Linked DNA regions of Canis lupus: region 2 is linked to region 1. The links are chromatin contacts, called in public Hi-C maps. All regions are on one chromosome and are shown on one strand. Each heading gives the region's core, a stretch centred on a gene start, on an enhancer-like site or on the middle of the called end of the contact. The rest is flanking DNA. Distances are from core to core; before and after follow the strand shown.

Region 1 (3,444 bases), core at 620-3,119:
AGGTATGGTCCAGTTGTGGGAACGCGAGGAAAGTGGCACAGTGGCGATCCCACACTGGGCACCAAACCCCTCTGGCTCTTAGCTCCTCTTCCTGATTTTCCCAAAGATCAAAAGGAGGTTGTACTGTTAGGTCTCTAGGGCGTGTGGCCCTCCGTCTCCCCCCGGCCCTGTCTGCCAGGCAGTGTGCTGAGACCACTGCTAGGAGGGAGGGACGGGCACCTGGTGCTGGGGCTGCTGGGGATGGGGCGCCGCAAGAGCCTACAGAGCACGCGGCCTGATGGGCCGTACTGGAGGCCGACGCCGGCTGACTGGCTTAGGGACAGAGCTTTGCCCCTGTTGTCTGTAAGGGATGGGGGTGAAGGGATGGCCACAGAAGTGTGAGCGTGGGGCACCCTGGTCCCAGGCAGGCTGCAGGCAGGGGTGAAGTCAAGTCCTGGGAAGCACCGCCCAACCTCCCTCCAGTGATAAGGGCCTTCTAGCTTCTCTTTTGTTTCGAAAGCCCTTGGTTCAGCAAGCGTCTAGGAACTAGCCAGCTCTCGGAGCAGGAGCTGCGTGCCCTACGCCAGCACCGGGGCCCCTGGCCAGAACTCGGGGTGCCTACTCACCAGGCTTAGCCCTCTCACATCTGGGCTCCCACGTGCTGCTGGCGAGTCGTCAGGCATGAGGGTGCAGCCAGCCAGCATGTCCAGAGAGGCTAGGATGGCGTCGTACAGGCGGTCTGCGTGGCCCTCCAGCTCACTGGGCTGCTTCGAGATTCTCCCGAGGACATCCTTCAGCACTGACAAGTGAGGTGCAGAGCAGTTAGGCCAAAAACCAAAACCAAAATACAACGTGTAAGTAACTGTCTTTTCTAAAGAATCCCCAAGGGGTGTAGCATTTTACACAAAATAGGAACGTGGCGATAGTTTCAGGATGTTCAGGCTCTTTAACAGTGACTCCAGGGACTGCTGTTGCCGAGGATCTGTTCCCTCCTGATTAGGGCCAAGAGAAGAATTTCACGAGCTCCTCTTTGGATTTACCTGGTTCACACAAAGGCACACAAGCGTGACTCTGGTATGCTCTGGCTTTCGGAGTCCCGCCGCAGGGCACGCCCAGATCCTGAGGAGCAGGCTCCCCAGAATGGCAGGCCAAGCCAAGATGGGGACGCTGGCTCTGGCTGTCAGGGGCTAACAGCTCCCGCGGGGGGTGGGGTGGGGTGGGGCATCTGGGGCTCGGCCTGCATACGGGTCACCTGGGAATGTGAACCCTTCTCTGGGTCCTCAATAAGCAGACTTCAAAAGAAAATCCTCTGAAAGCAGGCGGATGAGCTTAGTGAGGTGCAGATTCCCCCGCCCCCCTGATGGGCCAAGTGCTCCCCCGAGGAAGGGATGGGCCACGTTTGGAGTGCACCACACATATCAGGCTCGTTCTCTCGGAAACCTTATTTCCTTTGTTAAACACAAAGGCTGCCTTGGCTTCCTGAGCCTTTATCAGCCGCGCTCTCTCGCTCTCCAGCTTCCTGCTGCGGCCGCAACATCTGCCAGCAGCGGAAGGGAAAGGGGAAGCCGCCCCTCTGCAGCGGATGCGGGCGGCGGGTGGCAGGGTGGGACCGGGCCGGGAGGGGACCTCAGCCCTCGGGGAGCTACTGCCCTGGGCCGCTGCCAGGCTGCGCCCCGCCCTCCTGTGTGTTCGTCAGTGGGATTCGGGGGACCTTTCTTTTCTTTCTGAACTTTTACTGTACTATGTTAGAATATTCGGTTGGGGCCAAGTAAACAGAAAGCTGGGCCTGAGAATGAAATCTTTCGCATTCAGACTTCCTTCCATGGTGTAGCTGACTCCATACACACAGGAGCCTGGTTCGGCTTCACGCCCACAGGTTCCAGTGGCGTGGGTCCCAGAGAGGACTGGGCACGTGTGCGCTGAAGCAGTGAAAAGGCCAGTGCTGTCCATGGGGAGGCCTCCGGCAGAGGCTGAGAGATATTTTTTGGGGGGGAATAAATGTGCTGCTTGTCCCTACGGTTCTGCTTGTGGCTGACGAGGAAAGCCGGCTGCAAAGCTGCGTAGGGGTGTGCGCGCCCTGGAGAGCGCTGAAGGCTCATGCCTCTAGCTGGGGAAGCCCTGTGACGGTCACGGGGAACACCCATCTTCACGTGACACTCAAGTTCCCGGTCAGTCCAGCAGGGGATGGGGGGGCAAGGGGCCCATCTCTGAAAATCACAGGAACCTCATATGTCTCACATTATGAGACCAGGGCAAAGGGGGACGTTCTTACTCCAGATTAAGCACTGAGAAGTATTACTGGGTTGGTTTTTAAACGAAGGTTCAAGAGCCTCCTAAGAGGCCCATTGTTACAAGTGGCCCCAGGGCAGTTTCCTGGCCTGGAGCTCCTTCCCTTCCAGCTCAGGCCCCGCACCTGCAGCAGGGGAGGCAGCAGCGAGGCAGCAGCGTAGAGGGCTGGGGTCCAAGGCCAGTTCACAGCTCTGAGGTGGGGGTGATAACATCATCTCACAGGACTCTGATTAAATGGGAGGAGACCTGATGTTAACCGTGTCAGCACGGTGTCTGGTGCACGGCGTTCAGTGTAACGCTCATGGTGTTACAAGTAGCAGAGGAGCCTGACATACTGAATTTCTGGCCCAATAAAACCGAAAAAATACTAGTGCAAGAACTGAAACAAAGGCCTCCTGCAGGCAAGGGATTGCCAAGGGTTCCCACAATCCACCCTGGGTAATTGCTGCCCTGCCACAGCCCTTCGGAGGCTCCCTGTCCCTCTGCCTGTCCCCAGTTCTCAACCCACTTTTCTCCCTAGGGGCTATGTGGCAAGTCTGGAGGTATTCTGGGTTGTCACAACTGGAGAGGAGGAGGCGGGGGTGACTGGTACCTAACGGGTGAAGGCCAGGGATGTTGTTAAATGTCCTGCAGCGTGAAGCACAGCCCTCCTCACAACCACCGTGCGGCCCAGAAAGAGGACACTGCCGGTGTGAGAAACTCTAGCAGCTCCCTAACACGCTCCCCCACTTCTGGTGGGGACAGGCTACCTCAGTGCCTCTCCAGCAGGAGGGTCCCGCCCAGCTTTGCTCCCGTGGGTTCTTTCCAGCACGAGCCCCAGCTCACTCCAGAACTGAGGCCTCACACAGATGGGATGTCACAGCTCTTGCGTGCTTAGACTCACAGGAAATCAGGGGCCGCTCGGGACCGCCAGTTCTTGCTCTAACCGAGCTCATCCTCCACTGCCCGTGTGCCCCAGCAAGGGCAGGGCCACCTGCAACTTGCACCCTGCGGGCCTGGTGTGCTCCTAGTCTGTGATTTTACATTTTCCTAAACCGGGAGCCTGCAAAACGAACTCAAGCCCGTCCTCTCATCGGTGCGCAGCTTTTTGAGTCTGTGCCCTTACAACCAAGCGCTCTCCAACACCGAACCACAGATGACAAGAGAGGGGTCCGGCCTGTGCTGGGGAAGGAAGGG
Region 2 (3,444 bases), core at 307-2,806, 33 kb before region 1:
TTCTTTCATCATCCATCCATTCAGGGTGCTTCTCTTGGTGTGAGAAGACCCCGACAGGATGCGAAGGAACTCTAGTGCCCTGTTGGATGAGGTTGTCAGCTAAGGCGCAGGGTAGAATTTGGGGGTTAAGGAGCACATCGTTTAGTAAAGCGGGGAATCATCGCTCCCTTCTTTCCATATTTTGGTGTCATGAGAATTTAAAGTGCTTTTGCAACCGCTTGCAGAGGAGGCAATTTTCTTGGTTCTTAGCGCAAGTTGGAAGATAAACTTTGGACAACCTATTACACTATGCCCTCTGCAGTTAGACAACCCAAGATAATGTGTTAAAGTTTACTGGAGGTTTAAATTCCTGAGCTGATTAAAAGAAGAGTTACGACTATCAATCGGGTCTCAGAAATGTTGTGAATGCCGTTCCCGGAGTCTCTAGGCACCGTGCAGCGATGCGTTAGTTGCACCTTCCCCTCGCTTATCATTCTTCAGTCTTGCAGAGCAGCTCCGCCTTGAGTAGCTAAAATTACAGTTCGGCTTGAAGCCTGGGACCAGGGCGGGAAGACCCTGAATTTCGGGCCGACTCTGGGCTGCACCGCGGCCACGGAGAGGCGCGGCCCCCGCAAAACGGTGGTGGGCTCGGGATGCAGCGCGGTTTCGGGGAGATAATCCGGCTGCGTCGGCCAGCGGCGGGGGCAGAGAGGAGGCCGAGGCTCCCGTCGTCGCCGGGCCGGGTGGTCGGAGCCGGGCTGCACGGGGAGCCGGGGGGCAATGCGACCAAGGAGACGGCACCGTGTGCGGCCAGCGCGGGACCGTGGCCCTGCACGGGGACCTGACCCAGCGGGGCCGGCCGGCTGGGGAACACCACCGAGCTCCGCGCTCTCCGGACCCCCGAGGTTCCCAGTAGGGGCCCCTCAATTCCTCCTCCGTCCTGGGACCAGCTGGGAGCTCGAGCTCTCAGCAAAGCACTGGCCAGGCGCGACCTGCAGCCCGCATTTCCCCCGCGGCCCCGCCCTCCAGCGCCCCGCGGTCGCCGCTGCACCCCCCCCCCCCCCCCGCAGCGCCCGCAGCCCCCGCCCCCGCCCCATCCTCTGTCCGCGGCCGGCGCCGCCCTCCGTCCCTCCCCTCCCCCTCCCCCCTTGGGGCGCCGACGCGCCCTGCTGCCACGTCTCACTGATGACATCACCGGGGCCGCTCGGGCTTAGCCAATCCGCTAGGGGGAGTCCGAGCGAAGTCCTAAGCCAGCGAGTCAGCGGGGCGGGGAGCAGGGAGGGGCAAGACGGGGGGGGGCGGTGAGCGAGTGGGGCATGGGGCGGGCGACAAGCGCTCGAGTGCGCCTGCGCCGGAGGCGCGGGGCTTGGCGGGAAGCTGAGTCGCGGCGGCCGCGCCGCCCCGTAGGCCTTCGGCGCCCGCCGCCGCGTTGGAACTCTCTTTCCCGGCGTGCCGCGCGGTGCGGCCGCCCTCCGGGCCGTGTAAAGACCCCTCGGTCTAAGGCTTTCCTATTTCCTGGTTCGCCGGCGGCCATTTTGGGTGGAAGCGATCGCTGAGTGGCGGCGGCTGCTGATTGTGTTCTAAGGGGACGGAGCAGGGGAAGACGTTTGCTCTCCCGGAACAGCCCGTTCTCGTTCCCGTCCCTCGATTACCCGTGGCGTCGAGAGTCGGGGCGGCGGCTGCGGCAGCAAGGGCGGCGGTGGCGGCGGCGGCGGCTGCAGTGACATGTCCAGCATGAATCCCGAATAGTGAGTGCAGGAGAGCACCGGTCGGCTGGGGCCGTGGGGCAGCCCGGAAAAGCCTAAGGGGGGGAGGCGAGGAGGGCTGAGGCAGAGGCGGGGGCCTCGGCCAGGGCGGGCGGACGGTGGTAGGGCCGGAGATGCCGGGAGCCGGGGCCCATTGTCTGACGGAAGAGGGATCGGCCCGGGGGGGGGGGGCGTCAGGGGGGCCGGGGGGGCCGACGGGGGGGCGCCCGGGCAGGTTGGAGGCCTTGAATGCCGGGCCAGGGCGGAGGAACAGTCTTCGGAGGGGGGGGTGGGGCGGTGGGAAGGGGTAGCTTCACGCCCAGGCAGTGACTTTGGAAGGAAGACTTGTTTTTAGGGTGGGAGGGCTGCCCTAGAGGGCCCTGTCGGGGCCGGCGCCCGCGCCCGCCGAGCTGTCAGAACCGTCGCGGTGGGAAGCCAGCCCCACTTGCAAATCTTGAGCTCGTTGGCTCCGTCCTTTCACCCCTCCCCGGCCAGGTTGCAGGTAACACGGATGCTTTTCAGGACTGCGTGGGATGGAGCGGGGAAATGAGTAGAAGGGGAGAACAGATTTTAAATTTTTAGTGGAGGGGGGGTTTAGGTTATTTCCTGGAGTTTTTTTTGTTTTTGTTTTTTTTCCGAGAAGTCACGACGGGGCCCATTGCCTCCCTAAAAACCTAAGCATTTGTGAGATTTCCTTTTTTTCTTTTTTTTAGAGGGCACTGAAGTCATTTGGTCTTGTGTAAGGTCGAGGAAAAGAATAAAGAGAACTAAGACGTAGGAACGTTTTTTTCTTTTCTTTTTTCTGATACTATCAGATTAAAGGAAGACTGCTGTCAAATTGAAAGAGAGAACGAAGGGGCTCTCTATGTAATCCGTAGGTTTTGGATTACCTGCTTGAATACTCGAAGATAGGGAGTGAGGTTCCATGACGTGTCATGAAAAGTTAATGCATTTCTTTTTCTTGCTCACTCAAGAAGTCCCCGCAGCATATGTGACACACCTGGCACCTTTCCTGGGAACTGGTGTTCACCTTCCTTGGGAAGACTTCGTTGGGTTCTCCTTCATGGCCCTTTAAATTCCTCCTTGGGTTTACCTATATAAATTAACGAATAATTGGCAGACATTTAATTGGTATTCCCCTTCAGCGTCAGAAGGCTTGGGGGGGGGGGGAGGAATTTTTTTTTTTTAAAGGAAAAAATTGGTATTTTAAAAGCTGTGAATGTATTTGCAGCTTTGGTCATTTACTGCTAAACATTTCCCCTAAAGGTCCACCCATCAGTTTAGCTGACTGTCATGTGTGTGTCACATGGCTCTTGCAAAATGCATTCTGACTTCCAAGTTTTGTAATAACAGTGGTTTGAAGCAGAAATGTCCCCTTTTGCACTAAACAGAAGCCGTGGTATTTCACTAAAATTTTATGTTCTTGCAGAAGTTGAGGCTGGTGTTCTCATGGTGCCACATTTGGCCACGGCGGCAGTTTTTAGTTTCTTTATCAAGGGCTCCGAGGACAAAGTGGGTTTTGCATAGTTAGGGAGAATGGAACTTGAGGTACCTAATCTGGTGGTTTTCCTGGCAACAATAAAGTACATGGATCTACCACTTTACGGAGACTTGTAAACCTCCTCTGTTCAGGGAGTTTCTTATATTTGCTAAGTATGTCAAGTAGCATAAGTAGATCTTTACGATTAGTTGGACAGAGCCATGACACATTAGCCTCTGA

What was found. Hi-C and Micro-C count contacts between places; a contact is called where the count stands out from the background.
Region 2: a Hi-C map of blood shows a contact between it and region 1, with 2.1 times the contacts expected there. The contact joins the promoter of RAB1A here to the enhancer-like site in region 1. A contact is called at or near these places in 3 of 9 Hi-C or Micro-C datasets (all in blood).

The regions. Positions count from the first base shown.
Region 1 is chr10:65,846,021-65,849,464 of UU_Cfam_GSD_1.0, reverse strand. CEP68 (centrosomal protein of 68 kDa) reads right to left here. Exons shown (of 8, transcript XM_038551450.1): 7 at 606-778. Among named protein-coding and RNA genes, the nearest start is that of CEP68, 20 kb to the right of the region's middle. Within about 2 kb of position 1,869, at least 8 of the 20 cell types and tissues checked have an H3K27ac peak or open chromatin away from gene starts, as enhancers often do. A contact at or near this core is called in blood, where this site is marked.
Region 2 is chr10:65,878,968-65,882,411 of UU_Cfam_GSD_1.0, reverse strand. RAB1A (RAB1A, member RAS oncogene family) reads left to right here and starts at 1,556. Exons shown (of 6, transcript NM_001003153.1): 1 at 1,556-1,727. The coding sequence starts at 1,705.